Linked DNA regions of Mus musculus: all the other regions are linked to region 1. A link is a contact called in public Hi-C and promoter capture Hi-C data. All regions are on one chromosome and are shown on one strand. The core of a region is the stretch at or near the end of the contact, and the rest is flanking DNA. Distances in the headings are between cores, read along the strand shown. Region 1 holds the start of Vac14 (Vac14 homolog (S. cerevisiae)). Region 2 holds the start of Tmem231 (transmembrane protein 231). Region 3 holds the start of Cfdp1 (craniofacial development protein 1). Region 4 holds the start of Dhodh (dihydroorotate dehydrogenase). Region 5 holds the start of Zfp1 (zinc finger protein 1). Region 6 holds the start of Kars (lysyl-tRNA synthetase).

Evidence for each region. Promoter capture Hi-C pulls out the DNA fragments that hold promoters and counts their contacts. A called contact is a pair of places that touch in the nucleus more often than the background predicts. Capture Hi-C pulls out chosen DNA fragments and counts their contacts.
Region 2: a promoter capture Hi-C map of hematopoietic stem and progenitor cells shows a contact between it and region 1, with 4 times the contacts expected there. The contact joins the promoter of Tmem231 here to the promoter of Vac14 in region 1. A contact is called at or near these places in 4 of 39 promoter capture datasets (hematopoietic stem and progenitor cells, liver, neutrophils and 1 more), 3 of 484 Hi-C or Micro-C datasets (B cells, CD4 T cells and CD8 T cells) and 1 of 9 other capture datasets (liver).
Region 3: a Hi-C map of B cells shows a contact between it and region 1, with 6 read pairs. The contact joins the promoter of Cfdp1 here to the promoter of Vac14 in region 1. A contact is called at or near these places in 2 of 39 promoter capture datasets (liver and pre-B cells), 2 of 484 Hi-C or Micro-C datasets (B cells and CD8 T cells) and 1 of 115 datasets of contacts at active chromatin or transcription factors (astrocytes).
Region 4: a contact with region 1 is called in a promoter capture Hi-C map of liver, with 3 times the contacts expected there. The contact joins the promoter of Dhodh here to the promoter of Vac14 in region 1. A contact is called at or near these places in 7 of 39 promoter capture datasets (the 3T3-L1 cell line, the C10 cell line, hematopoietic stem and progenitor cells and 3 more), 4 of 484 Hi-C or Micro-C datasets (B cells, CD4 T cells, muscle stem cells and 1 more) and 2 of 9 other capture datasets (adipose tissue and liver).
Region 5: a Hi-C map of CD8 T cells shows a contact between it and region 1, with 11 times the contacts expected there. The contact joins the promoter of Zfp1 here to the promoter of Vac14 in region 1. A contact is called at or near these places in 2 of 39 promoter capture datasets (liver and pre-B cells) and 3 of 484 Hi-C or Micro-C datasets (CD4 T cells, CD8 T cells and erythroblasts).
Region 6: a Hi-C map of CD8 T cells shows a contact between it and region 1, with 5 times the contacts expected there. The contact joins the promoter of Kars here to the promoter of Vac14 in region 1. A contact is called at or near these places in 3 of 39 promoter capture datasets (liver and pre-B cells), 7 of 484 Hi-C or Micro-C datasets (B cells, CD4 T cells, CD8 T cells and 4 more), 2 of 115 datasets of contacts at active chromatin or transcription factors (bone marrow-derived macrophages and pro-B cells) and 2 of 9 other capture datasets (adipose tissue and liver).

What each region holds. Positions count from the first base shown.
Region 1 is chr8:110,616,835-110,620,382 of GRCm38.p6, reverse strand. Vac14 (Vac14 homolog (S. cerevisiae)) reads right to left here and starts at 1,816. Exons shown (of 19, transcript NM_146216.3): 1 at 1,390-1,816. The coding sequence starts at 1,493.
Region 2 is chr8:111,932,431-111,935,768 of GRCm38.p6, reverse strand. It overlaps Tmem231 (transmembrane protein 231), which reads left to right and starts at 1,956. Exons shown (of 7, transcript NM_001033321.2): 1 at 1,956-2,141; 2 at 2,240-2,409. The coding sequence starts at 2,003.
Region 3 is chr8:111,852,086-111,855,640 of GRCm38.p6, reverse strand. It overlaps Cfdp1 (craniofacial development protein 1), which reads left to right and starts at 1,304. Exons shown (of 7, transcript NM_011801.2): 1 at 1,304-1,497. The coding sequence starts at 1,434.
Region 4 is chr8:109,606,703-109,610,156 of GRCm38.p6, reverse strand. It overlaps Dhodh (dihydroorotate dehydrogenase), which reads left to right and starts at 1,484. Exons shown (of 9, transcript NM_020046.3): 1 at 1,484-1,805. The coding sequence starts at 1,785.
Region 5 is chr8:111,641,500-111,644,996 of GRCm38.p6, reverse strand. Zfp1 (zinc finger protein 1) reads right to left here and starts at 1,554. Exons shown (of 4, transcript NM_001037665.2): 1 at 1,385-1,554.
Region 6 is chr8:112,010,078-112,013,172 of GRCm38.p6, reverse strand. It overlaps Kars (lysyl-tRNA synthetase), which reads left to right and starts at 1,819. Exons shown (of 14, transcript NM_053092.3): 1 at 1,819-1,963. The coding sequence starts at 1,905. Terf2ip (telomeric repeat binding factor 2, interacting protein) reads right to left here and starts at 1,814. Exons shown (of 3, transcript NM_020584.2): 1 at 1,031-1,814. The coding sequence starts at 1,691.

The DNA.
Region 1 (3,548 bases), core at 567-3,066:
CATGACAACAGAACTGTGCTAAGCACTGCAATGCAAGGCAGTAAACAGAAAAGAGGGGAAAAAAAGGCGGCGGCTGAGGAAAGAAACCGCTAGCGTGAGTACTGCAAACAAATGGAAGGGTCTTCTTACCTAAGCCCAAAGCCATTAGTCTAGGGCAAAGCAATTGTTCTCAACTAGTGTGATTTTGATTCTTTAAGGGACATTTGGCAAAGTCTGATGACAATTTGGGTTGTCACAACTGATGGAGTACTACTGGCATCTAGTGGGTAAAGGGCAGAGGTACTACTAAAAAAAAAAAAAAAAATCACACAAGCTACAGAACTGCCCATCACAACCAAGTATTGTGCTTCCCAAATATCAACAGCACCGAGGTTAAAAAACTTTGAGTAAAGAGTCTATCCTAGTCAATGAGTGAGCACCACTCCATAGCTTAGGGCTGGCCATGTGACCATTGTACAATGACTGAAATGTTCTCTAGTCTGCACTGTGCAGCTGTAGTGGTTGGCTCCTGAACACCCAGATTATGGGTAGTGAAACTGACGTGCTGAATTTACAATTTGTACTGATTCATTACTTTGTTGTTGTTGTTGAGACTGGATCTAGCCCCGTGACCAATGCTAATCTCAAACGAGTACAGTATTTCTGCCCGAGCCTTCCAAGTGCCAAATCTCAAGCCTGTGTCACTACTCTGGTTAACTTAAATTTACATAGACACATATGGTCCGCTGTTACCAAGTTGGATGTCTTAACTCCTAATGTTTTTCTAGTTTTACAGGCTGCTGCTTTCTACTCTTCTGAAACCACCTACTCAACTGACTGTTACTAAGATTTGGCTGGGGGAAAAACACGTGCTCTCTCACATACTCAGCAAAACATTACCGAATTAAACATTCCCTATTTCGAACACCTGGAAACACCAGTGCACTATTACACACACGTATACTATTGCAGAAGCGGGGAAGGGCAAATCTTCCCATTTTCACTTGCAAGGGAGGGTGGCCTGACAATCTTCTGAGCATTGGATCACGTGCTTTGACCTATTTCTACACTTGGCCACTTCAGAAGCTGCAAAGAGAAGGCGGGACACCATAAGCAAATTCTCCACCTCCTCAGAGAGGCCACTCTCCGATCTAGCTGGCTTTTGACTGAGGCCACACTGAATGTGTCAGGTACTGCGCTAGGTTCTGCACATACCTTAAGTCAATTCATTTTCACTGCTATCTGGGAGCACCAGGAGGTTAAGACTAGCAAAGATAGGGCTCTTGGATTTCCCGCTCTAAAGCAATGTGCTAAGAGCTGAAACCGGAGAGGTCAATACCGAACCCTCGCCGCGGGCAAGCAGAACCGCTAGGCGCTGCAAAGCCAGGGCGGGGTCCCAGGAGCTCTTACTTCTCGATCTCCAGCGCTGCAACCTTCCGCTTTTCGTAGAGTTTATCATTCAGGGCCCTTACGATGTTGGGAGTGAGCGGCGCAAAATCCTTCTCTGGGTTCATGGTGGCAGCTCGCGCTGCGCCTGGGAGCCTCCAGACACCTTAGCCCGAGGTTGCCTGGGCCGTGCCAGGGCCGGGGGAGTGTGCGGCTCCGCGCGGACACCGGAGCCTGCTCATGGGCTATGCCGCCCAGGGCCCGCCTGCCTCGTCCCGCCGCCACGCGCCGCCTCGGGTCCCCCTGCTCCGACCCTGCTCTCCCACGCGCGACCCGGTCCGCCCCACGGCTCACGCGACCAGCTCCCGCCAGGAACCGGCAACGCTCACTGGGCCGCGGCCATGTTACTCAGGTCACGTGACGCCGCGAGCACTTCCGCCTTCCGCCGACCGAAGGTTCCGCCCCCCCAGGCCACGCCCTCTCGTGCTTGCTGCAGCGGATTGGCCACACTTGTCAGGGATCCACCCCACTCTTCACCTGCTGCTGGCTTCGGTGCGGGTTTTTGCTGAGAGTGAAGAGCAGGTGGTGGGAGCCGTTTCAGGCTCACTGCCAGAGCTTTGCGCAGAGCGGGGGGCTTCTGGAAACAGTTTATAGAGGGAGCCTAACTCAAATTTAATTTATGCATTAATTCTTTGGTCACTTAACAGTCACTTTCGCGTATGCCAACGTTTCCACCATTTTCACCATATCTTAACCATCTGTCTGATTTTACATTTTATTTCTGCGTGTGTGCATGCACCAACGAGCGCCTTTGGAGGCCATAGGGCAACTTGGGAGGGAGTCGGATCTCCCCACCCACTCACCATGTGGGGGTCCCAGGATTGAGCTCCAGTCCGCCAGGTTTGGCGGCAGATGCCTTTGTCTGCTGAGCCACCCCTCTAATCCAATTATTATTTTAGAGACAGGGTCTCAAACTCTCTCTATAGCTGAGGATAGCCTTGAAATCTCGATTCTCATGCCTTTATCTGCTGAGTGCAGGGATTACAGGCAAGCGTCACTACAGTTGATCTTATGTGGTGCTGGGCGTGGAACCCCGGGTCTGGTCAAGTCTACCAACTGAGTCAAACCCTCAGATTGTATTTAATACACATGTGCTACTCAGATGTGTGTGTACATATGTATGGAGATCCGAGGTCAGGTGTCCTCTTTTTTTTTTTTTTTTTGTTTGTCTGTCTGTCTGTTTGTTTTTTCGAGACAGGGTTTCTCTGTGTAGCCCCGGCTGTCCTGGAAGACCAGGCTGGCCTTGAACTCAGAAATCCTCCTGTCTCTGCCTCCCAAGTGCTGGGATTAAAGGCGTGAGCCCCCATGCCGGGCAAGGTGTCCTCTTTTGCTCTTATTTTTCCACCCTTATTGAGACAAGGTCTTATGTGTCCTAGGCTGGACTCTATGCATAGTGATTAAAAAAAAAAAGTCCTGGCTAATTTTTATGTCAACTTGATACAAGCTAGAATCATCTGAGAGGAGGAAGCCTCAATTGAGAAAATGCCTCCATTAAGATTGGGCTGTAGGCGAGCCTGTAAGGCATTTTCCTAATTAGTGATTGATGTGAGAGGGTCCTGCCCACCATGGGTGGGTCCACACTAGGCAGAGGTTGCTGGATTCTATAAGAAAGTAGGCTGAGCAAGCTTTAAGGAGAAAGCCGGTAAGTAGCATTCCTCCATGGCCTCTGCATCAGCTCCTGCCTCTATGTTCTTACTTTGAATTCCTTCAGCGATATAAGCTATATGGCGAAATGAACCATTTCCTCCCCCAAGTTACTTTTGGTTTTGGTGTTTTTATCACAGTAGTAAAAACCTTAATAAGATAATAACTGAAAGGTTAGGTTCCTCAGGCCTCCACCTTCCTTATTGCTGGGATGACAGGCGTGGGCTACCACACTGGGTTTATGTGGTGCTGAGGACAGAGTGGGAGGCTTTGTGCATGCTAGTCACCTAACTGAGCTACACGCCCAGTCCCGACCTTTTCTGTAATGAGATCTTTCACTGAACCTGAAACTCATGGATTTGGCTGGGGGGCTGACCAGGGAGCCCTAACTGGCCCGTTTCCACCTCCCTCACCTCCCAGTGCTACAGTTAGAGACCACAAGCTCCGCCTGACCAGGTGTTTAAGTGGGTACAAGGAAT
Region 2 (3,338 bases), core at 707-3,206, 1.3 Mb before region 1:
CTCTGTCTCTGCTTCTGCCTCCCCAGTGCTGGGAATAAAGGTATACACCACCACACCCAGCTAAGGCTAAACCATTTTATACTTCTAAATTCGTAACAGTCACCTCCCTGTCTCACCGGTGACTTAGCGACAGTGTATGTTTCCTTCTGTCGACTCTTTGGAGGCAAACATTCTCTTACTCAGAGAACAACCACCACAAAGAATCTACATTACATTCAGCCATTCCAAAACGGTTATTTAAGCACAGTTTTTATTTTTTAATTTAAAAATACATTTATATTTCCTATTATTATTATTATTTATTTTTTGAGACAAGGTTTTTCATTGTAGCCTTGGCTGTCCTGGAAGTCACTCTGTAGACCAGGCTGGCCTAGAACTCAGAGATCTGACTGCCTCTGTCTCCTAAACACTGGGATCAAAGCTGTGTGCCAACACCTTTATTTTAACTACATGTGTTTGGGTGTTTTGCCTGCGTGTGTGTCTATGGACCATGTGTCTGCAGTGCCCACAGAAGCTGTTGGATCCCCTAGGACTGGAGTTACAGTTGGCTCTGAGCCCCTGTGTGGGTGCTGAAAGTCAAACCTTGATCCTCTGGAAAACCGGCCTCTCCAGCTTACTTACATGTTACACTACATTTACTTATTCATTATTTGTGCATAGATGCAGATGAGCACCATGACAGGCATGTAGAGGTCAGAGGACAGCCTTTCCAGAATTAAGATAGATGGTGGGAGCTGGAGAGATGACCCAATTGTTAAGAGCACCGATTGTTCTTGCAGAGGACCTGGAGAAAGGAGAATTGAGGGCCAGCACAGGCTACATAGTAAGACCCTACTTCCAAACAGGTAAAAATCTGTCTTCCATGTTAAGATATTGGTGTTAGTATTTACCTAAGTGATCAGCTAATGCTAACTTTGGGGAAGACAGTATCAGTGTTTATAGCTAACAAAGTACAACAGAAGGAGCCATTTAGTAAAATACCCTTTAACCTTTTTTTTTTTTTTTTTTTTTCCGAGACAGGGTTTCTCTGTGTAGCCCCGGCTGTTCTGAAACTCACTTTGTAGACCAGGCTGGCCTCAAACTCAGAAATCCGCCTGCCTCTGCCTCCTGAGTGCTGGGATTAAAGGCGTGCACCACTACGCCCGGCCTTTTATTTTTTGTTTTTGTTCTAACCTTTAAATAATCAGGGGGTTTGTTTCCTGTTTTCTATCTTTCCTGCTATGGGGCATAGTGAAAGCATTAACCTTGAAGACAAAAGTACCTGGTTCTAGGACGGTGGCCTTGTTATAGGAATGTCCCGACTTCAGTATGAACCTCAATGGAGTTTTTGCATTGAAACAAAGTCTCCAGTATCTCTGGCTGGTCTCAAACTCACAATGTAGCTAAAGATGACCTTGGACTTCTGATCCTTCTGTCTTCACCTGAAGAGTTGTTAGTGTTACAGATGTGGGCCAAGGTGCCTGGTTTAATGAAGTGCTGGAGATGAACTCAGGGCTTCCTGTATAGTAGGCTAGCCCTCTACCAACTAAGCTACATCAACCATCCTTATGTCATGAGTTAATAGATGATCTATGGGGTGATGTCAACATCTATGCACGTCTGATTTTGTACAATTGACACAGACTTTGGTGAGTGAAAATATCATTACAGTTGCTTTCTTTTTTTTTTTTTTAAGATTTATTTATTATATGTAAGTACACCACTGTAGCTGTCTTCAGACATTCCGGAAGAGGGCGTCAGATCTCATTATGGATGGTTGTGAGCCACCATGTGGTTGCTGGGATTTGACTCAGGACCTTTGGAAGAGCAGTCAGCGCTCTTACCGGCTGAGCCATCTCACCAGCCCATACAGTTGCCTTCTTGAAGAGACGCGCAGGCACAGCACTAACACAGGACCCTCCTCCTGCTAGCTCCACCCCCTTCTAGAGGCCTGCATGCCTGCTATTGGTTCCTCTGCCCGCCGTCGGTTGCCGTGGAGACTCGGCGCTGCGGCCCTGCGCTCATGGCGCTGTACCATCTCTTCTCTCACCCAATCGAGCGCGCTTACCGCGCGGGGCTCTGCTCCAAGGCCGCGCTCTTCCTGCTGTTGACCACCGCGCTCACCTACATCCCCCCGCTGCTGGTGGCCTTCCGGAGCCACGGTGAGCCTGCCCGGGCCTGGAGGGCCACACGGCGCGGCCGGCGGGCCCAGGCCGGCAATCCTAACCTGGCTCCCCCCAACCCGCCTTGTCTCCCGCAGGGTTTTGGCTGAAGCGGAGCAGCTACGAGGAGCAGCCGAACGTGCGCTTCCAGCACCAAGTGCTGCTCGTGGCTCTCCTGGGGCCGGAGCCTGAAGCCTTCCTCGCCTGGAGCACGTTCCCCACCTTCAACCGGCTGCAGGGGGCTCACCTGCGCGTCCCGCTCGTGTCGGTGCGTGGTTCCCGCCCGGATCCTGGGGGTGATAGGATGGAGTGAGATCCCAGTTTGGGTCATTTGACCGGGTGTGAGAGCAGAGTCTCGTGTATCCCAGGCTTGCCTTAAACTATATAGCCAAAGTCGTCTTTCAACAACTGATACTCGGCCTTCACCTTCCCAGTGCCGGGGATTCGCTATGCAACGCCCTGCTGGGGTATATGGGGTGCTGGGAATCAAACCCAAGGCTTTGTGCTTGCATGCAAGGACTTAACCACTGAGCCACTCTCAGTCCCACAGCTTGGATCTTAAGGAGCCACGAGGGTTGGAAACAAAAGTCCCTTTGGCCTGCGCATGCTTAACTTTCTAGATAGTTTTATTCAGTTTCTCCAGGTTTCCCTAGAAAGGCAGCCGTGCAGGCACTGTGTTTGCCGGACAACAAGAGTCCAGAGCCTGTTTCTGGTGCTGGTCATTTTCTGAATGGAAAGGTGGCTGAAGAAAAAACCCCTTTGAGGGCTTGTAGGCGGAGTTCTGTACACCCCAGTACGCTGCTGAGTTTGAACATCACCAAGCTGTAAAGACAGAAAGTACCAGTGTTTTTATGCAGACTTGATGCGGGGTAGGGCGGGGCAAGCGGTGATTGGTTGAATTCTCAGGTCCTGCTCTAGCCAAGCCACGCCTGTCTGGGTTAGGCTTCTCAACTCTTTGCCACACTGCAGCTGTCTCCTGTGTAAGGGAAACATTTTACTGGCTGCAGTTTAGTGTTTACTTTCGCATAAATCAAGTGCTTCCTTACGGTCATCCCTTGCCGTTCATATAATGACATGGGCAGAGTGATGACTTTAACTAGGTGTTTGTTAGTAAATATTTTGTTTCTAACCTCCACCTGAGGCAGGATTGCCCCCCCCCTTCCCTGACCTATACAGCAAGCTCAGGGCTATTCAGTC
Region 3 (3,555 bases), core at 55-2,554, 1.2 Mb before region 1:
GGTCACATTCTTCTACGTCACCTTCCCCAGCCCCCTTTAGATGTATTCCACACTGATATTTTGACGGCTGTGAACTCTTAGGCTGATTCCCATTGCCATCCCATTGGTCAACTCCCACCAGGTTTTACCCACTCATCCAGAGCATTGGTTGGTCCTCCCGATGTCTCTGCTAAAATTTCCTATTGGTTGTTCCTACGGATTTCTCTGCTAAGATTTCCTCATCTTCCTCCTTCATGTGCTCCGAGAGTTCGATTATTCTCAGTACAGTATGCATTATATTCTCATCACAGTTTTAAAAAAATGTGTGTATATATATATATATATAAAGGCGTGCGCCACCACGCCCGGCAGAAGGTGATTTCTGAGGGACTAGGGGCATGGCTCAGTGGGTGAAGGTGCTTGCTGCACTGTACTACATACATGCCTGGTGCCTATTGAGGTCAGAACCAGGGCGGTAGTGAACCGCCATGTTGGGGATGCTAGGAACCAAACCTAGTTTTGCTGCAGAAGCAACAAGTACTGTTAACCTTTGGGCCGTCTCGCCAATCCTCACATACTCACAAATTTAACTGCTTTTCCATCCATCTTTCCCGTTGTTTCAAAAGTGTCAATCTAGCACTTTGTGTAGTGGCTTCCCTCACAGATAAGCGGATTTCCTTTTGTCTTTTAGTGATTATCGGATTGTTGATTCATTAATGCTGAACTTACTGCCAACAGTACTTGTAACTCAGGCCTGAATGTAGCTTACTTAACAGGCCGAGTTTCTCAGGAAAGAGCGTCGCAGTCTTCTTGCGCTTAGAATATTAGACAGAGTTTCGGTAGTGTTCTTGGGAGCAATTTTAGGCAGAAAAAAAAAAAAAACAAACAAAAACAAAAATGCAGGGAAAAGGCACAAAAACTGCATTAAAGAATTCGATTCTAGCGAGAGAATTGAATCAAAAAGGCAGAGCCTCAGCCTTGCTCAAAAGTTGATGGGAACTTTAGCATCTATCTATTCAGCTTTCAGTTTTTACTCGCTGAGCATATCCGGGAGCGACATTTTAATCTCTGATTTTAGAGTTAGAAAAAATATTAGCTTGTGAGCAAATTTCAAAATAAAAAGACAAGTATAAAGAGAAAGTACTATTTCCGCAGATAAGCCATTCTCCATTAAGGACGCACGGTACCGTTGAAAACTACAAGCCCCAGCATGCATCGCTTCTGAGAGGTGGGGGTCCGGAATCCCACAAGGGCCCGGTGAGTGTAGACTGACCAATCGCAGCAGCCGGAAGTGTCGTCTCTGACCACGTGGCACTGCCTGCGCATGTGCGCTCGCCTCTAGGGCGGCCCTAGCTGCTGGTCCTGTACCCCTATGGTCTCGCCCTATATCTAGCTTCGCTATTTTGGGGCAGTGGCCGCAGTCGTGTGGGTAGCAGGCCCCAAGTGACAGCAGCATGGAGGAATTCGACTCCGAAGACTTCTCCACATCGGACGAGGATGAGGACTACTTGCCGTCCGGTGAGCGATTCGGCCTGAGGCGAAAGGAGGGTGGTTTCCACGCTTCACACCTCACTCGAGACTCTCCCGGACGGTCCCCAGGGCGTGGGCCTCGTGATCGCGAGGTCCCCACGGCCCGTGGGCTCCGGAGTTCGGGTTATCAGGACCCCGGCCCTCAGGCGGCCTGGAACACGCATGTGTCGGTTCTGCATAGCTGCTGTCCTGGGCCGCCGCCCCCTCGGAGCGCGGGAACAGGCGCGTGAAGCCCGCAGGCTGAGCGTACTACCTACCTACCGGCTGGTTCTGGAAGCCGACCCGGACATTGGAGATTGTTTTTAGGGAATTGCCAGCTTCCTTCACGTCCGAAACTCAATTGTCCGCCTCTGGGTTCGGAAGGGATCGGCTTGTTAGAAAGTTGATGTGATAATGTGTTTTCCCTCTTTGCAGGAGCTACCCATCGTCCTCTTTTAAGAACTTTTTCAAAAGTTTTATTTTTAGAGATTTTATGGCACGTATATCAGTGTTTTTTCCTGAATGTCTGTCTGTCTCTGTACATCATGTGTGTGCCTAGGGCTTCTGGGACTGGAGTTACAGGTGGTTGTAGAGCTGAGTCGTCTCGCCAGCCCCTTATTATTTTTGTGTATGTATGGCGGTGCATTCAGGTGGCCAAAGAGGACAGAAGGGGGTATCGGGTCCCCAGGTGAAGGAGTTACACTCAGTTGTGAGCCGCCCGACTCTGGAACCAAAGTCAGATCCTTTGGAATGAAGCGCACACTCTTTTTTTTTTTTTTTTTTTTTTTTTTTTTTTTTTGAGACAGGGTTTCTCTATAGCCCTGGCTGTCCTGGAACTCACTTTGTAGACCAGGCTGGCCTCGAATCCACCTGCCTCTGCCTCCCAAGTGCTGGGATTAAAGGCATGCGCCACCACGCCCGGCTGAAGCGCACACTCTTAATGGCCTAGCTATCTTTTTTTTCTTGGGGTGCGGTAGAGGAGCACACTAAGAATCCAGCTTATGCGAGGTCCAGACAAATCTTTTAAACATTTATGTGTGTGAGTGTTTTGCCTACATGCACATCTATTTGTATGTATCTACATGTATATTTAGTGTCTTCAGAGCCTAGAATAGGTATTAATATCCCCTGGAAGTCGAATTATAGACGATTGTGGACCCTTGAATCGGGGCTAGGGATTGTAAGTGGACCCTTTGAAAAAGCAACCCGTGTTCTTAACTTCAGCCAGTATGTCTTTTTTGTTTTGTTTTGTTTCGAGACAGGGTTTCTCTTTGTAGCCCTGGCTATCCTGGCACTCACTCTGTAGACCAGGCTGGCCTTGAACTCAGAAATCCGCCTGCCTCTGCCTCCCGAGTGCTGGGATTAAAGGCGTGCACCACCAATGCCCAACTACCAGTACATCTTAATACCAAAACATACTCCCTTCTCATCTTGTACCTTGCCCTGGCTTAGGCGTTTCCGTAAAGTTATTTATTCCAGTGTAGTTGCTTAGGCGAAAAGTAACTCTAGGCGTTGTGGATAAGAAAGCTAGCTGTGCAGCTTAAGATCCTGAGTTCAGATGCCCAGCACCCACAGAAAAGCTGGAGGTATCTTGTGGGTGCCTCTAACTGTGGCCTTTTGAATGTTGACAGGAGCAATCCTCGGATCTCACTGGCTTAGTGAGCTTCTGTCCAGTGAGAAACACTGTCTCAAAAACATTAGGTAGGGCTGGAGAGATGGCTCAGTGGTTAAGAGCACCGACTGCTCTTCCGAAGGTCCTGAGTTCAAATCCTAGCAACCAATGGTGGCTCACAACTACCCGTAATGAGATCTGACGCCCTCTTCCGGTGCATCTGAAGACAGCTACAGTGTACTCACATATAATAAAATAAAATAAATAAATCTTTAAAAAAACAAAAAAACCCAAAAACATTAGGTGTAGAAAGTTCTCTCACCAGTGTGGCCTAAGGCCATCCAGACACAGATGTTTATATAATAATTCATAACAGTAGCAAAATTAAGTTATAAAGTAGCAACAAAATAAAGTAGTAACAAACAAGTCATAAAGTAGGCATACAACTGAGTTTC
Region 4 (3,454 bases), core at 235-2,734, 1.0 Mb after region 1:
AAAATCAATATAACAAACCCATCCTCAAGCAGTGAGACAGCTCAGTGGTCAAAGGTGCTTGCTGCCACACCTGACAGCCTGAGTTCTGTCCCCAGAAAGCACATGATGCAAAGACAGGACTGATTCCTGCGAGTTGTACCCTGATCTTTATACATGTACCATGCCCCCGCCCCCACCCCCCCCCAGAGTTATTTACTGGCCTACACATGTCTGCCATAGCAGGCTGCTGTCTGAACTCTCTCACACACAGAACAACAAATTTAAAACAAACAAACAAACATTCAATCACTAACCCAAACTCCTAGATACGTCACTTCTAGGTATAGTCCCTAAATAATCCAAGCTGGCATATGACCGAGGTACCTGTATATCTATGTTTTTTGGAGCAATATTCACAACAGCCAGTTTATGGAAGCAGTAACAGACAAACAGATCAAGATAATGATATATATGATACATATATGGTATGGAACAACATTCAACCATTAGAAAGAATAAAATGAGGTAATTTACAGGAAAATGTATGGGACTGGAGATCATGTTACATGAAGCAAGCCAATCTCAGACTGCTAAATATGCTTTTTTTCTTGTATGCAGGATACAGACCTTAAAAGGACTTATTTTTAGAATTTATGTGTACACACACACACATCTACCTGTTGGTATGGGAAAACCAGTACAGTGCCCCAGAAGAAATGTGGTCCTGGAGTTACAGGCAGTTGTGAGCTACCTGATGTGGGTGCTGGAAACGGAACTTGGGTCCTCGCCAAGAACATCAAGTGCTAACAGCTGAGCTATCTCTCCAGCCTCCTGTAACCTGACCCAAATTATGACCTAAAGTGGGGAAGTATTATTCCAGAAAAGGAAGGGGACCAGTGGGAAGGGGGACAATAGGATACAAACATAAGGTTAAGGGCCAGAGTACGTGGGTCCAATCATCTGTAACTACCGTTCCAGAGGATTCAATGCCCTCCTCTGGCCTCTGTAAACGCTTGGCACAGAGGCACTTGAGTGCTGAGGCAGGATTGGTTTTTAGAAAAACCTGGCCTACACCATAAGATTATCTTAAAAATAAAACCATATTTACTTATCAACACCTCAGAGTTTACTTTTAAAACCAGTGGGTAAATTTTTGTGTGTTTGCATGAGTGTACTTTTTTTTTCCTTCTCCCTGTAGAGACAGGGTTTCTCCATGTTGTAGCCTAGGCTCTCCTGGAACTCATTCTGTAGACCAGGCTGGCCTCAAACTCACAGAGATATGCTTGCCTTTGCCTGCCAAGCGCTGGGATTAAAGGCCGGCGCCACCACTGCCCTGATAAAACAGAATTCTTAGGATTTCTGTTTCAGAAAGGGGGCTATGAAAGCCATACCGCAGCACCGGCATAAAGACAACCGTGCGGAACCTTCGGGCTGCATCGCCCTTTGTTTCCTTCCCAGGGACAGGGAAGCATTAGGGTAGTGCGCACTACCGGGCGCTGGGGTTGGTCTGCAGATTTCGGAAGCGTCTGCTCCCCACTCGAGACTTCCGGAAGCCTCCTCCTCACGGTTGCACCGAAGGAAGGGTGCGCGACTTCAGAGCAGCGTCCCTTAGGAGGCGCGACAGCGACAAGACAGAAAGTAGGCACGTCCCGCCACGGAGCCTGACTCCGGGCAGAGCGCACGCGTTCGGCTGTCCAATCAACGTCTAGGGGCGGGCCGGCTGGTGGGGCTTGGGAGATAGGTGGAGCCGAGCCCACATTCTCCAATGGGATGCAGGCAGAGGCGGGCTTAATGGCAGAAGGAGCATGGCGTGGAGACAGCTGAGAGTGAGTCCTGCGCGGGGAAGCTCATTCGTGGTGTGGATAACCGGCAGGGAGGGGGATGAGGCTGGGAAACTGAAAGGCTGGGACCCTTGAAGTGTGACCTGCACGTGCACAGCTAAGGGCATGCAAAAAGCAAGCGTATGTGGGCAGAGGCTAGGCTGAACCTGAGAGATACGCGGGCATTTTTTTTTTTTTTAAATTGATCCAAGTATCGGGCCTTTGTGAGGACACGATCGCCTACGCTCCAAGGAGGGATGAAATAAGACATAAGGCCACCCTTTTGGATCAAGTGTGGTCAGAATGGAAGTTCCATGTGAAGAGTTCTTAGTTGTGACCCTGGTCTGGAAAAAGGGCACAGATACTGGTGCTTGACTTGAGGAATTTCTGCAAACTCCCCGAGGAGGGAGAATGAATACTTGGTTTGTGTTGCAGGCAAATCTGATCATATCTGCTACTTCCTTGTTTAGTGGACAAATCCCATTAAAAAAAAAAAAAAAAGTGTAGGCGCGCGCGCACGTGCGTGTGTGCACACGTGAGTGCAGATACCCTCTGAGACCAGAGGGTTTTGGATCCTCTAGAGCTCCAGTTGTGAGCCGCCTGACATGGGAGCTGGAACCGAACTCAGTTCCTCTGGCAGAGCAGCACGTGCACTTAAACCAAATCTGTTAGCCAAATGTTGGCTGACGCCTCTCTTCTTTTCTCCTGTTTCATTTAAAGCAGTGTTTTCCTTTTAGTTCCAAGCAGCCGTCTATCCCTCCCCCATGCCTTGGCCCCTCTCATTGGCCTCATCCACCTAGAGATCTCTTCTCCAGCTGCTATCTCCTCTTTAGCTTGTGTCTAACCTTTGAAAGTCAGCTTTTACTCGCTTCCTCAAGATCCTTCCATGATTTATCCCTTCATGTCACTTGTCATGGCTCTATGTTTATGTGGCCATTAGTTTGTCTCTTGGGTTACACTCTCCTGAAGAACAGGTTTGCTTGCCTTTGGTGAAGGATCGAATGAGTGCATTAGCCACATAGCATCTGGCAGTGATAGTTATCGAAAAGCATAGGGAAGCACTTTTGACTGGGTTGTGGTTCTCTGCCCAACAAGACTTAAGCTATGTTTATATTGTAACCACTTTTATATTATACTCATATGACATTTTATGCTGGTAACCTTTCTAGGTATAATTTTAAAGTGTAAACAAACACCATGTTCTTACCACAGTATGAAGGAGAAATGAAAACATGCGTTTTAGTATGTAGAAGTCAGAGCACCACTCACCCCTATAGATGGTCAAATGTTTAAGCCTCTCCTTAGAAATGATTGCCACAGGTGTGCCCTGGTTTACAAGCAGAGCATCATACTCTCTGGTGAGGCTGTAGGGATGACGACTTATTCTTGGTACTGTTGTGTAAGCTGTGTTCCTCAATTACAAGGTGCCAGTGTTCCTGGAAAGTATTCATGTATATGTAAAATCCTGTGGGAGGTAGTTGGTGTTTGAGATGAACTATATATAGCTTGTCCCTTGGCTCAGATAGGAAGCTTTTGTTAAAACCTACATAAATATCAGTAGCAAAGTTTAAACATCATACAGTATACAGGGAAATTAGTGTGTTGGTTTTAAGCAAGGAAGAATACTGACAGGGCTGATTTTTCTACACCTAGTC
Region 5 (3,497 bases), core at 305-2,804, 1.0 Mb before region 1:
TAATATATGTAAGTACACTGTCACTGTCTTCAGACACACCAGAAGAAGGCATCAGATCCCACTACAGACGGTTGTGAGCCACCATGTGGTTGTTGGGATTTGAACTCAGGACCTTCAGAAGAGCAGTCAGTGCTTTTACCCCACTGAGCCATCTCTCCAGCCCAGTAAGAGATTTTTTTTTTTTTTTTTTTTTTTTTTTTTTTTTTTTTTTTTTTTTTTGGAGACAGTGTTTCTCTGTGTAGCCCTGGCTGTCCTGGAACTCACTTTGTAGAAATCCGCCTGCCTCTGCCTCCCAAGTGCTGGGATTAAAGGCGTGCGCCACCATGCCCGGCAAGAAATCATTTTAACCTCAGTAGTCTGTCACTTTTCTGTTCTTATAGCCACTTTAATGACTGTCTGCTGTGCCAGGAAACCGCAAAAGCTATGCCCAGCTGCCGTGAAGAACAGACTGTGTTCAAACAATAAGAAACCACAAGAACTGTGCCCTGCTGCCCGTGAAGAGAACACTGTGTTTAAGAGATAAGGAAATGTACTTTTGCTTAGCTTTCATTTCAAAGAAACGGGGGTTGGAGGTTCGGGATTACTGGAATTTATGTAACCATGGATTTTTTTTTTTAGAAAATGATTAACAGCGGTAAAAAGATTTAATGAATAAATCTTTAGTAAATAAAAGACTGGGTTCAGTTTCTGACAAGAGAACACATGAACTGACAGCTTGTATCCACTACTGACTCATATATTATTCAGTCAGCACCACTCCCACTCACCCCTTTCTCAGGACCATCCTCACCTCAAGCTGAGGCTGGACCTCGGCAACATACTTATATGAAAACTTTTACCCAAGCTAAACAGAAAAGTCAATATTAGAAAAAAAGAAAAGCCAATGTTAGGAAAAAAAAAAAGAAAAAGAAAAATCTGTTATACTGACGCTCAAACCGGAAGTAACGGGATAGACGTGATAATTCCGTGACAATATAACTGGAAACACCAGACACCAGGAACAAGGAGGTTCCAGGAGCCCGCAAAGCCACCGTGGGGGCGTGGCTAGCACCGTGAGCCCCGCCCCCACACCCTCGTGGAGGGTCAAGCGCGCGCCCGCCCGCCAGGCTTCCAGACTCGCCCCCGCGCGGCCTGAGCCCCGCGACGGCCAGCAGTGGCGCGTCTCCCCCCAAAGGGAGGCTGAGCCCGGGAGCTGCCCGTCCTCCTCCGACCCCACACACGCCGACCGCGAACAGCCCATAGGGACCGACTCTCAGAAGAGCTCGAGGCCCGACCCTACGCCCAGGGGTCGCCGCGGCCCGCAAGGCGTCGAAGTTGAGACTCCCACTCCGGCGCAGACGCGACCTTCCTCCCGGGCCCGCGCATCCCGGCCTTGCAGACATACCTGGAGGGGTCTAGCCTCCACTCGCGGTTCCGGGTCACGAGGCTCGCGGAGAAGGGGGCTCTTGTCACCCACTCGCGACTGCAGGTGGGGGAAGGGCGAGCGCTAGCGCTTTTGCGCAAGCGTGCACCTTGTGGAGCGAGCGGCCGTTCCCAGAGTCCTCGGAGCTGTGACGCTGAGGTGTAGGACTACAATTCCCATAATGCCTCTGAGCCGCGCTGCTAGGAACTCTGGGAAACGTACGCATTATTAGTTGGGTAGGGACCGTTTTTTCCAAGTTAACAGTCTGGTTTGTGTTACGGTCCCTTTCATCTTCCTGTGCTGTTAAAAACCCGGATTTGGAGTAACTGATTAAAACTTTCAACAACAAAATATGTGCGTTAAAGCAAATCTCAACCGCACTGGAAGCACACACCTTTCTGGGTGTGGTAGTGCACGCCTTTAATTCAAGCTAGTGAGAAGTAGAAGCAAGCAGAGATCCCTGGGAGTTGGAAGACTTAGAAAGTCTCAGTCCAGTCAAGGCTACAAAGTGAGATCCCCGTGTTACACCCACCCAGACACACACATTACCACTACCACCATTTTCCTTAACCTCTCGGCTCTACAGTTACTTTTGGAAGCACTGGCACAAATAACCCCATGTTTGTTGGTTTGAGACAGGGTCTTGTCAAGCCTAGGCTGGCTTCAAACTAATGATCTTCCTGTTTCAGCTCCCTGCTTACTGGGTTCTGGAGAGGGGAGGAAGCTAAGTAAACTCACTTCAGATACAAAAGCTTCAAAATGAAAGCTTCATTTTCTGTATGGGGCAGCCAGTTCTGGATCTGAACCTCGTCCCCCAAGGGAGACTGCACTGCAGGATGGGAACACAAAGGGGGGCGGGGAGGGGCTGTTGCAGTGACTAATCATATTTTGACACAAGGAGTTAAGGAAGTTTAACATTGGTGGTTGTGCCTTATCCTGGTTTCAATGTCCTGAGTCAGCTTTTGCAGTCAAGTCCCCTCCTGGACTCTGACCTGGCATTTAGAATGATAAGGGAACTGCACGTAGTCCGTTAAATCACGACAGGAAATAAATACACTTACTATTTGCATGCCTTAGTTAGATAATGGGATAATGGCAAAACCCCCTTTTTATATCCATTACTGGTTAACACACAGACATGAAACACCTGAAGAAGCAGGATAGGAGTTGATTCTGGGATCTGGGAACATGAACTCAGTTTTGGCCCTGCCAGCAAGATGGAACTTGTTTCTGAGATGGTTAGACTCATGAAATGTCTCCTAACAGGCGAACGGTACCATGCTCAGTATGATTTTATTTCTGTTTTGACCGTGATTATGAACACTGCATAGCTGCATGCATATGGTGCACATCCATACATATAATAGTCAAAACACTCATGCACATAAAATCGTAAAAATTTGTTGTTGATGATAATTTTAACTTTGCATAAAATATACACAAAACTATTTCTGAGGCATGGGGGGGTCAGGAAGGAAAGGAACGGGGATAGAATTGATCCCAGTGCTCAGAAGTAGAGCAGCAGGAGTAGGTGAAGGCTGATCTGGGCTATGGGAGACTGCCCCTCACATAGAGGGGGAGTAATCTCTAATCTCTCTAATCTCAGCACTTGGGAGACTGAGGCAGGGTCACTGCTATGAGTGTGATACCAACCTGGGCTGCTACACAGTGAGTTCTAGGCTAGCCTGGGATAGAGAGTTGAAGACCAATCTCAAAACTAGAGCTGGAGCCTGCTGTGGTGTGCTCAATTTTAATCCCAGCACTCAGGAGGCAGACACCATTGAATCTCTGTGAATTTGATGCCGTCTTAGATTGCATAGTGAGTTCCAGTACAGCCAGGGCCATGTAGATTCTTCTTAAAAAAAAAAAAAAAAAAAAAGCACCACCACCAGCAAAAGCAGGGCTGGAAGGTGGTTCAGAGGATGACGGTGCTTGCCAACAAGCCTGACGCCTTGAGTAGCAGCCCTGATCCTCCACATGGTGGAAGAAGAGAACCATTTCCCACAAGTGATCCTCTAACTTCCACATGCACACTGGCACATTTGTGAGTGCACACATGCCATATTGTCATCTGTATTTGTTTTTTTGTTTTTTG
Region 6 (3,095 bases), core at 570-3,069, 1.4 Mb before region 1:
CAAATGGAGAAAGCATGCCTTAAAGTCAAAAATGTCTGCCATTTAAGCTGTCAATACTGGTTACAGAAAAGGCAGATATCTTAGCCAGGCATGGTGGCTCAGCTGTGTGATTCCAGCACTCTAGAGACTGAGGTAAGAGGATTGCCTAGACTTGGGAGGCCAGCCTGGCTGTCTCAAAAAACAAACTTACAACACGACCTAAGTAAAAAAAGCGACACCTTTGTACTATACACTAATCACAGCCAGATCTTAACCTCAAGTGCTTAGAAATTCACCTCACCTAAGAAGACCACAAAGCAACTTTCCTCTTTATATAGAAGTACATTCAGTTAAGCCAAAATACGGAAAGTAAACTGACCTGCCATGCCATTCACATAGTTTATATTGAGTAAGACCAGAATATAGGCAATATCTTAAAATGAACGGCCAGGGGCCTTTTCTCAAATAAAAAAGATGGAGGATGAGAAGAAGAGGAGGAGGAGGAGGAGGAGGCGCAAGAAGAGGTGGAGGAAAAGGAGAAAAGGAGAGGAGGAAGGAAGGAAGGAAAAAGGGGGAAGGGAAAATATCTTTGAAATTTCTGAAAACAGAAACAGGTTACCCTGTTACCTCCTGGGTATGGTGGGTAGGAAGGGTAGAAGATTTCCATATATACTGTACTGTGTTCCTTTTGAACACAGAGCCGTTTTTGTAAACTAGTTACTGTTCCGTAGTCTCAGTCACTCCGAAGGCAGGAGAATATTTCAGGCATAGAGTTTGGGGACAGCCTGGGCGACACAGCGAAGAGACTCAAGTTCCCCGCCCTCCCAAACCCAAATCCATCAACGAACAAACATCCAGTCAACGGGAAGGAAAAGTTAAATGAAAAGACAAATTAAAACCAGAAAACAAGGGATAAGAGGAAACGGTGCACTTTCGCTTCGGACCTCAACAGAGAAGAGGGGCTGAGCTATGCCACCCACGGCGCCCAAAAAGACGCTCGCTGACAGGCAGGCAGCCCCGCCCCCCGGAGCCCCGAAGGTGCCGGCCTCACCTCCGCTATCCGCGGCCTCGGGGTCCTGCTCCGCCTTCCGTTTGAGCTTCTGGGAGGACGGGCTGACCGGGGCGTTCCCGAGCAGGTACTTGTGCTCCTGACCCCGTAGGTGCTTGAGGTAGCGGTCCTTGAGCGACTGCCAGGAGTGCTGCGTGAGCGAGCTCTTCTCCATCGCTTTCCACAAGGCATTGCCTGTGACCGAGCTGGGCGAACGGGCGTTCTCCTTCACGTAGGTCAGGATGGCCACATCTTCCGCGTCGGTGTAGGCGATGCGCCCGGTCAGGGGCTGCGGCTCCGGTTCCGTGGAGCCCTCGGTGGAAGCCCCGGGCTTCGGATCGGACGCCTGCTCCGTCAGGCCCAGCCGATAGGCCTCCAGGTCCAGCTTCTCGTTGCGATCCACGCAGTCTAGGATGTACTGCGTGGAGATGAAGTCGCCCGAAGCCTCGGCCAGCGCCTCCCCGGGCTGGGCGAGAAGCACGGCTCCGGGTTCCTGCACCCGACACACGGTGCCGCCGCCGTGCAGGATGAGCGTCGACAGCCGGCGCTTGGCCGAGCTGGGCCGCACGTAAAACGACATGGCGCTGCCGTCTTCTCTCACGAACAGAGTGGAGGAGTGAGTGGGCCCATTGGGGTCTTTACCCAGATCCATCGCCTCCGCCATACCTGTCGCCCCGCTGTACAAGTAAAGCGCAGAAACGACACCACTAAGACGGACTCTCCGCCGGAGGAGCCCAGCACTGCGCCTGCGCAGCGAGAGTCCGGCCGAGGGCCCGCCCTCTTTCCCGGAAGAGGCAGGACTTAGAGCCACGACCTGGAAGTTCTAGTTCTACGCTAGTCATAATTTTTTTTTTTCTGGGTCGGGCCAGTGGGGAAGATGGCCACGCTGCAGGAGAGTGAAGTCAAAGTGGATGGCGAGCAGAAACTAAGCAAGAAGTAAGTGTCGTTGAAGATCTCTAAGTGTCTCTTGTTGCAGTGTTCCGATGGGAAGTGCCTGGAGTTTTCCCGCCAAGGCGACTGTGCCTGGGGTCCCTCTTGTCTTTTCCGGTGGGTGAGCACATGCTGGGACAGAGATGCAGTGCCGTAGAACCTACAGCCTCCAGGATGCCCCAGGAGGATCAACTGCGTGGCTGATGGGTTCCCTGGTCCTAGCCGTAGGGACGAGCATACCTAGGGAAAGCCAGCACAGAAACCGGGAATGGTAGCAAAGAAAAGTGAAACTAACTTTTCCCTACCTTCTAAGAAATGCTCTTTTAATTGAACCACTCCCCCAACGGATAGACTGGAAAATGGTTAAATATCTTTGTTCTTAAAAGAAGAACCTTTACATTATCCTTGGCCTATCCAAGGTTATTCTGCACCTTGGGTGTTAAAAGGGGGTACGTTCTGAAACAATAGTGTACCTACCCATATGTGTCACTCAAAGGATCTGTGACACGGGAGCAAGTGGCCTTATTTAGCGGGATACACCAGGCTCCCTTTGCACTGCTGGGGGTATCTTTGTAAAACACTCCAAATCCCAGAATTGAGTAGGCAGATAAGATTACCCTCCCTTTAACTGGTTGCTTTTAGGACTACACTCTAGTCCACTTGACCCACAGAACACTAGCAATGACTTGAATGTCTTCTTAGTGCCTGGAACTACATAGTACCCTCCAAAGCTGTAGGAAATAACTAGTTTAAGCTGTCACATACCATGGCTGCTTTCGTTAGTACCCTAGCAATAAATAAATCCCCTTATTGATCCCCGAGGGAAATACCAGAAACCTTCTAGATAATAACTGGGTTTCCTTTTTATGGCTGTGTTTCTGCTTTGTGTGGTTTAGAAGGATTTTAAAGAAAATGTTTAAATTTATGGGTTGCAGGCTCCCTGGTTGGTTGTCCTTTGTGTGAGCAGTTTAGTGGATTCCTTAGCGGAGGATGGGTGAGTTTATTAAATCAGTAGTTGGAATTTTGAGTCACAAGCGAAAGAAAGTACCTCAGTTTTCAGGTAATTTAAGGAAGCCTTACTGCTGCTTTCAAGTCACTTTTCTTTCTTTCTTTTCTTTTTTTTTTTGGTTTTTCGAGA